Linked DNA regions of Zea mays: region 1 is linked to region 2. A link is a contact called in public Hi-C data. All regions are on one chromosome and are shown on one strand. The core of a region is the stretch at or near the end of the contact, and the rest is flanking DNA. Distances in the headings are between cores, read along the strand shown. Region 1 holds the start of LOC100272668 (Lipase-like PAD4). Region 2 has its middle 45 kb from the start of LOC100217036.

Region 1 (3,912 bases), core at 136-2,635, 79 kb after region 2:
TAAACCAATTTAACTAGCACGAAGTCCATAATTCTATAGTTGGGGTTTTTTTTAACAGGGGAGTAGCATGATCTATGCCATGTGCTTGTACTTTTTGTGTGCACAGGAACAACAGAAAACAAAGCGTAGCATCTCAAATTAGCCGCCAAATTTGACAAGGACTGTTCTCTATACACACCCTGTTTTGAGTTCTGGGGTCTGAATTGACTTCACAGACTAACAGTTTTACTACAGAAGAGAAGGCAATCTGATAGAAGAAATGAAATAACTAGAGAGAAGAAAATAGACCCTGAAGTAGTGAAGTGGTAATAGCAACTTGGAGTTGGAGTCTGTTCTTTCCAGACTTTTGCCCAGAGAATGATGATTTTGTTTAGTTTTTCTCGCACAATGTTCCTAAATTTCTGACTGATTAAATTGTTGCTCTATTGAATACTGAATGACTGACACTGGAATTATAATGTCTCATATCTCAGTGCATCTGTCTCGTATTGTATGTCTGAACACAAGGACACAGCAACAACCAAAGACAGGCACATCAACATGCCAACTCCTCCTTCCCCAGCCAACCAGAAAACTAAAAATATCAGATCATCACGCGAACGCCCAGATTCAAAAATGACAATTCTTTAGTCCAATTACTACTGGGCAAGGCAAACTGCTCCAATTAACGCGCTAAACATAAAGTAAATGACAATCAGGCAGATATTTTCAATGGAGTAGTGAGTTACCTGGAAATCAGGACTGCAGCAGAGTTTCAGGAAGCACTGCAGCGCCAGCGCCTGCACGGCAACCGGCTCCCCGGTAGCGGCCGGGTCGGGCTCGGCGGCGACCAGCGGCGCGAACATCCGCCCCGCCGCGTCCCCGCCGAGACTCACCGGCGCGAAGATGTCGGCGCCGCCGCCGGCCACCGCCGCGCCTGCCGCCGTAAGCGCAGCCTGCACCCCAGAGAACCCCACGTACACCTTGCCGCCGTCTTCGCCGTGAACGAACCACGGCGCTGCAGCGGAGGCGGCTGTGCAGCGGTCCCAGGCGCGCGCCAGCAACGGCGAGGAGGCCAGCAGGGCGCCGAGGACATGGCTGGTCTCGAACCTTCAAAAGGACACCGACCAAGCATTTGAGCTTGTTTGTCGCATCGAATTCTCATCTTTTTTTTATTTCGGGGTGTGTCTCGCCTCCAATTGGGCGCGAAAGGAAGCCGAAGCACCTAGCTTTTTTGTGCGCGACTGATGCAGCAAGTATTTATAAGTGCTGATGTGAGGAAAAACGATGGAAATTTGGAAGGAGGAACTTACATGGAAGCTTCTTCCTCTGCAGCGGCATCGTCCATGGCTGATGAGCTTCCCAGAAGCAAGGATGGAGAGAATAGAGAGAGTAAGAGAGAGGGACCCGGAGTTAGAGAGAAAGAGAGAGAGGAAATGGTCAAGTTTAATTTGGCGGCCTGGCTCTGTCTTCGGGAGGGGTGCCGGGCTAGATACCGCGTTAACTAGTTCGGCTAGTTAAAAACCGAGCCAGAGAATTAATTTGATTCGGCTTATTTGCGAACTTGAGTTAGATGGTCTCGCCAGACATAATAAAAATAATATATATATATAATTAATTGTAAGTTAATTTCATACTAATTTAGGAAAGAGTAATAATACTCATCATTTCATATATCATATCAATTAAACGCCAAATTAACATAATTCATCACTTATTAGTTCATCTAATACAAGTGTAGTCTTTGTTTTGCTAATAAATGGTAGCTCATTCGAGCTAACGAGCTAGCTCGAGCTCATATCAAGCTGACTCATTAACGAACCGAACCGAGATGCTAGCTCAGCTCGCAACAAAATTATAACAAGTCGAGCCGAGTTGATCACGAGTCGAGCGAGCTTATGAGTATTTTGCCTAGCCCTATACAATGGTTAGGGGTCAAATGGTATGGCGGAGTTTGCATGAAGAGACCTTCGTAATTTGTCACTTATATATGTACATCCTAGAACCCCTTGATCGTTTTTCTATATGCAAAAGATATTGTTGGGGACTTGTTCTTAAATGCTATGAGTTAAGAACAAGGCAACATAGAAAATATTAAACGTTAAAGTCATTCGTCCTTCGAAGCATTATTTCTCTTAGAATATAATGATTTTCGAACGAATGTTATGAAGGACATACCTTCATCAGCACAACATATAAAAATAGAGAAGAGATCATACAAAGTATAAGAGACAACATAAACAATTATATATTATTATTATTAGATCATTTCTATTTTATTATTATGGAAAAATAGAAATGATATCAAATTACAAATGTACATTCGGCTTGAGGGAAGGTAAAAGTACAAGCGTGACGCAAAAGCAAATGTCAAGTCAGTGTGAACAGTACGGGAGCACTGTTCATCTATTTATAGGCACGGGACGCAGCCCAATTACACCCATGCACTTTACATTTGCTAATAACTCTATAGCAATCCATCAAGGTCTAAATAGTCTTTTCATCTTTAAGTCGGTTTCTTTTTCTGCTATCATGCCGAAGCTCCCCTGCGCATAGCTTCGGCTCTGCGCCCTCCTTCGTATTCCTTGTACTTCTTCACACCGTGGATTTGATCCAAGTCCGAAGGATCCATGTCCGAAGGTACATGTTCATGTATTATACTCCAGAAACATTGTTAAATCATGTTTTTGAGGACCTTCGGAAGCCGAAGGCCCCCAACAGTAGCCCCTTCCAATATTAATTTGTTAGAATGATAAATTCAGATTGCGATATGGACGAAGGCCCTAAGCCGAAGGTCCGAAAAAACACCTTCCCTTTGCTAGAATAGCAACAGTCAATGACAAGTGGGGCCCTCCTGTTTTCAACGTACTAGGCGTATAAATAAGAGCACACCACGAGCTCATTTGACATGCTTTTTGCCATCTGCTCTGCTTGCTCAATTTTTAGCTCTTGCCTACAAACGCTTGCCTGGCTTTTTAGATTTTTTTTTAGCTTCGGCCTTAAGAGCACATTTTCAGCATTTTCGAAGAGATGTCTCAAGATAAGAAAGTTATTGCTGAAACGAAGCTGAACCTTTCTGAGGAGAAGAATCTTGGCTTTCTTGAATCAATAGCGAAAACAAATACAGAGAAGATTACTAGAGAGATTTTAGAAGGCCTATCTGAAGACACCGGTGATAGTGACAGTTATGATGTGGAAAGTGGTTGCAAAGACTCCGAAGATCGACCCTGGCGACCAAGCCATTCAGTTTTTGGAAAATCAAGTATTAAATAGAGTCATCTTGATAATATGAGAGGAAGATATTTTCGAGATATGTCTGTGGTGAGAGCAGATGATGGAGACAGGACTGTTCCTACTCCCGAAGAGAATGAAGTTGTGATCTTCCGAAGCTTTTTTAAAGCTAGGCTTCGGTTCCCCTTAAGCAGATTTGTGGTTGAAGTTTTAAAGATATATCAGGTCTACCTTCATCAAATTACTCCCGAAGCATTATAAGGATGGGAATCTTTGTCTGGGCCGCTAGGAGCCAGGGGTTGGAGCCAAATGCAAAAAGTTTTTGCAATATGCACAAACTGTTATATGAGACGAAACCCTGGGGAAAAGACAATATCATAACAATTTTGGCTGCTATAACTTCGTTGCTCGCTCTGGGTCAAGCTGCCCCTACGCTTGAAGGTATTCTTCGTGATCTTGCGTGCACTGGAACAAAGCTTGAGCGGTAACCGGCTTCATCTGAAACCCTTGGAAACTGGTGATCAGCATGTCCTTCAGCTTCTGCCATGATGTGATTGTTCCTGGCCGAAGAGAGGAGTACCAGGTTTGTGCAACATTCTTGACGGCCATGACGAAAGATTTCGCCATTACTGCAGTATTGCTACCATATGAAGATATGGTTGCTTCGTAGCTCATCAGAAACTGCTTCGGATCTGAGTGTCT
Region 2 (4,432 bases), core at 593-3,092:
TTAGCACCTCAATACATTGGTATGTTCCCTATTCTTGAACGATGTGGGCATGTTGTGTATAAACTTCAGCTACTAGAATCTTTGTCTATGGTACACAGTGTGTTCCACGTATCACAGCAAAGAAGTGCCTCCGAGTACCCGATCAAACCATGGATGTATCAGAAGTTAACTTGGGACCAGACCTAACTTATTCGGAATATCCAGTACGAGTTTTGGACCAAAAGGATCGAGTCACTAGAATAAGGACACTCAAGTTTTATAAAGTACAATGGAATCAACATACCGAAGAAGAGGCCACTTGGGAATTCGAAGATTATTTAGAAAAGCATTTTCCTGAGTTTCTAGCTTCTTGTAAACCCTAAAGTTTTGTACATTTTATTGTAAAGTCAGTCAGACACACATATTCACCCCCTACCTTGTAAGAGAAGATATGAAATAAAGTTGTGACACATTTCCTTTTCCATTACTTACCTAGGAGGTTTAAATCTCAGGACAAGATTCTTTTGTGGGGGAGAGGATGTAACACCCATGCTGTTACGAGAACTAAAACATTGGCATGACATCATGTGCACTTGCATTTCATTGTTTGTGATACACTTAGAATGCATCCACTAGGCTAAAATTTCAAAACAACATGTGATGTGATACTTGTTTGGGTATAGGGTATACTTTGTAGGGTTGTTTGAACCAAGTGAGGAATGAGTCACCACATGAGTTAGTAGTCAATTGACCATATGGTCAAAGTGGGGAGGGTGCTTTTGCTAATTAGGGATTATACCCTAAGGGGTGAGGTATAGAAGAGGTGAAGCCCCTAAAGGCAATTGAGAGCTCCAAAACACTTAGGGTGCGTTTGGTTGCAATGACAGGACGGGATAGGATGGGACGATCCTTCAAATTAGGCTGTTTGGTTCTGGATCAAAGATTGGGACAGGACTATCCCAGTGTTGTCCCCTGTTGTCCCTCAAAATTGGAGGGACGAGAGGGGACACCAGGGGACGTCCCTGTCCTAGCTGACCCGCAACCAAACGCACCCATTAGAGCCAAAGTGAAAATCATGATCTAGCCACTTTTTGCCAAAAGTATATATATCAAAGTGGTAGCGTAACAAAAACTAAGCAACTTTTATATTTGAAGATATTCAAGTTTTGTGGAGCAATTTGGGGTAAAGTGCAAAAGTTCACAAGTGCTCAAGAATTTGGAATTCTAAAAAACAGTGATATTGAGCCAACTTTGGACACTTGTAGTTTTAAATCCATGAGGGTTTTGCTATAACTCACCATGACAAAGTTGTAGAGCTTCTATAGTAGTATCAATTTGATTAAGTGACCTAGCCCAAAAATTACATGGAACTTGGAGTAAAACACCCTTGAAGTATGGCTGTCAGTTAAGGGGGTACTTTGAACCTAGACTGACAGTGACATCGGTCCAACTTTGGAGCTAAATTATGGATAATCTAGTGAGGTTAAGGTTAGGGTCACTGTGACAAAGTTGAAGGTCATATATAGGAGAACAACTTTGCTAAAGTCGAGTTGGTATGTTACTACTTGGAAATGGGAGTAATATGCCCTCAAACTTTCTATATCAGGCAGTTTTGAAAAGGAGTTTCGATTGGAACAGTAACTGACAAAGATCCACGGTTCGCTGAACCTTGCCGCCAGTGGTCGTGCGCCATGATCCGAGCTCGTCGCAGAGATTCGCGCCAAGTTTGGAGTACATGCCAAGGTAAAAGATCTTTAGGGGGAGGAACATAGGAGCTTGGCCGGCTTCTCCACGACATCCAATTGCCCTGCGGCCCGCCGTGTTATCAACGCCGGGGGTCACCGCCCATCTCTGCCATGCCACGTAATAGTGTGCTTCACCACGTCGCTGTAAGTCATGGCAAGCAACCAATTACCGCCTTGAGCCATTACTTCCTCGCGTGCCACGGTGAACGGGCTCGGTGACAATATCTCACCGCCGCCGTGGGTACTCTCATCCCAAATTCATGAAGCACGCAATTAGTCCCTTTAAATTGAGTGTTCCCCTCACTCCGCCTCTCTGTTACGTGCCCAACCCACCCTCAGCTAGCCCCTCTCTTCCACTATAGCTTGAGTTCATCGGATTTTCCTGAAAGCGGTCACCAGCGTCGTAGGGGAGCTTCACCGTGGCCAGCGCTTCTCCGGATAGTTTATGCTCTTCTTATTCTTGTTCTGGTATCTCTCTGACCTCTAGTTTCTCACGGTGTCGGCCAATCAAAATCTACTGTAGTGAAACTCTGAGAACATCGTCTCACAATCACTAGACACCGTCGCAGGCCGCCCTCCACGTCGACCCACTGCTCCATCCATTCGCCCACCTTCCCGACCGTCGTTTTGGAGTTCTGGTGACTCACTGATTCTCGCCGTACCTTCAATTTAAACTCTACCATCCTACACTGCTAGGAACAGCTCCACCATCTTCATGGGTAGGGAGTATCCCGAGGTGGTTTTGCCAGATATATATCGTGTGGGTTAAAGTTGCCTAGGTTCGGAAATGGTCGACATGTAATGTTGGGGATCTTCTTTCCCACCGAAGGTCCTCAAGACAGAAACACCTTTGACAAAATAATACAGAGGCCCACCGAAGCTATCATCACCTTCGTTTCAGCTTCTTAAGACGAAGACCTTGCGTAGAAGTAACTATGCAGAATGCCGAAGGTATCATCAGCTTCGATTCAGCTCAAGCAGAAGAAGAAAAGACCAGATAGACCTTAATAATCCAGGTCGTCTGTAGATAAATGTTAAGGGTCATGAATGTAATTTTACCCAGGCTGTGTCTCGTGCCTATAAATAGATGAACAATAAACACCGTAATGTTCACGCGGAGTTGTAATCACTCTCTCGCTTCTTCACCTTCGAGCAAGCCGAAGGTATCAATATAATACTGATACTGTCAATATTCATACATGTTTTATGAAATGCAAATATGTATGAATTAATGAAATGCAGCTAATGTCTTCATCCTTTTACATTTTCATTCACATATTAAATGATGAAGGTGAGTCCTTCTTGACCTTCGTCTGATGAGCGTTATTCCCATGTGGAGATAATGCTTCGGAGGACGAAGGTCCATAATAATTAACAATTGTGTTGCTTTGTTCTTGATATACAACATTTGAGAACAAGTGACCAACATTGGCGCCCACCTCCAGTGAACTCACTTTCACGACTGCGACGATGGCTTCACAAGGCAACCAAGCTGTGGTACCTTTGGCTACAAAGCTGGTGCTTCCAATCACAGGTGGTTCAAGTTCTCAACTAGCCAATAAGAAGCAGAAGATGGAAGCACAGAAAAGGGTACAACATGTTGGAGTGCAAGGACCCTTCATCAAGTCCAAGTGGTCTCATATACCAATAACCTTCTCCTAGGAAGACCTTCAGCTCAAGGATTATCCTCACAATGATGCAATGGTTATATCTTGTGTCATCAAGGGGTTGCTGGTTCATAATGTCCTTGTAGACACAGGCAGTGCAACAAATATTATCTTTGAAAAGCTTTTAGGCAGATGCAGGAGCAGGACGACAAGATACATGATGCAACGCACCCCCTCTATGGCTTCGAAGGAAGGCAGATTGTGGCACTTGGCAAGATAACTATGTCGATCACCTTCGGCTACGTTCACAACACAAGGACAGAGCAGGTTGTCTTTGACATTGTTGATATGGAGTATCCCTACAATGCAATCATTGGGCGAGGAACATTAAATGCCTTCGAAGCAATACTTCATCCAGCGTATCTGTGCATGAAAATACCATCAAACCAAGGCCCCATAGCTGTGCATGGGAGTCAAGAGGCTGCTAGAAGGGCCGAAGGGAATTGGATAGATTCAAAGGCTATCCATAACATAGATGAAGCTGAAGTTCATCAGCAGTGCAAACACAAAAGAGATAAGGCTGCCTCAGCAGACCAGCCGAAGCCCATGCTTCTATGCGAGGACATAGCCAAGCAGAAGGTGTTGCTGGGATCACAACTGTCTGATGAACAAGAAAAAAACCTTGTTGAAGTTTTTGTTCAACAACAAGGATGTCTTTGCCTGGTCAGCCAATGATCTCTGTGGTGTCAACAGAGACGTCATCGAGCATGCACTTAATGTAGATCCAGTTATCAGGCCAAGAAGGCAGAAGCTTCGCAAGATGTCCGATGACAAAGCAGAAGGTGCACGAAACGAAGTCAAAAGGCTTCTGAGTGCCGGAGTGATCAGAGAGGTAACATATCCAGAGTGGCTGGCTAATACTGTAATGGTGAAGAAGGCTAATGGAAAGTGGAGAATGTGCATTGATTTCACAGATCTTAATAAAGCGTGTCCGAAGGATGAGTTTCCTTTACCTAGAATAGACTCTCTTGTGGATGGAGCAACTACTTCGAAGCTAATGAGCCTATTGGACTATTATTCAGGGTACCACCAAATTTGGAT

The links. Hi-C and Micro-C count contacts between places; a contact is called where the count stands out from the background.
Region 1: a Hi-C map of leaf shows a contact between it and region 2, with 2.6 times the contacts expected there. The contact joins the promoter of LOC100272668 here to the enhancer-like site in region 2. A contact is called at or near these places in 2 of 25 Hi-C or Micro-C datasets (bundle sheath and leaf).

What each region holds. Positions count from the first base shown.
Region 1 is chr2:132,275,600-132,279,511 of Zm-B73-REFERENCE-NAM-5.0, forward strand. LOC100272668 (Lipase-like PAD4) reads right to left here and starts at 1,386. Exons shown (of 4, transcript NM_001399134.1): 1 at 1,293-1,386; 2 at 729-1,223. The coding sequence starts at 845.
Region 2 is chr2:132,195,824-132,200,255 of Zm-B73-REFERENCE-NAM-5.0, forward strand. No RefSeq gene overlaps it. Among protein-coding and RNA genes, the nearest start is that of LOC100217036, 45 kb to the left of the region's middle. Within about 2 kb of position 1,843, at least 3 of the 20 cell types and tissues checked have an H3K27ac peak or open chromatin away from gene starts, as enhancers often do. A contact at or near this core is called in leaf, where this site is marked.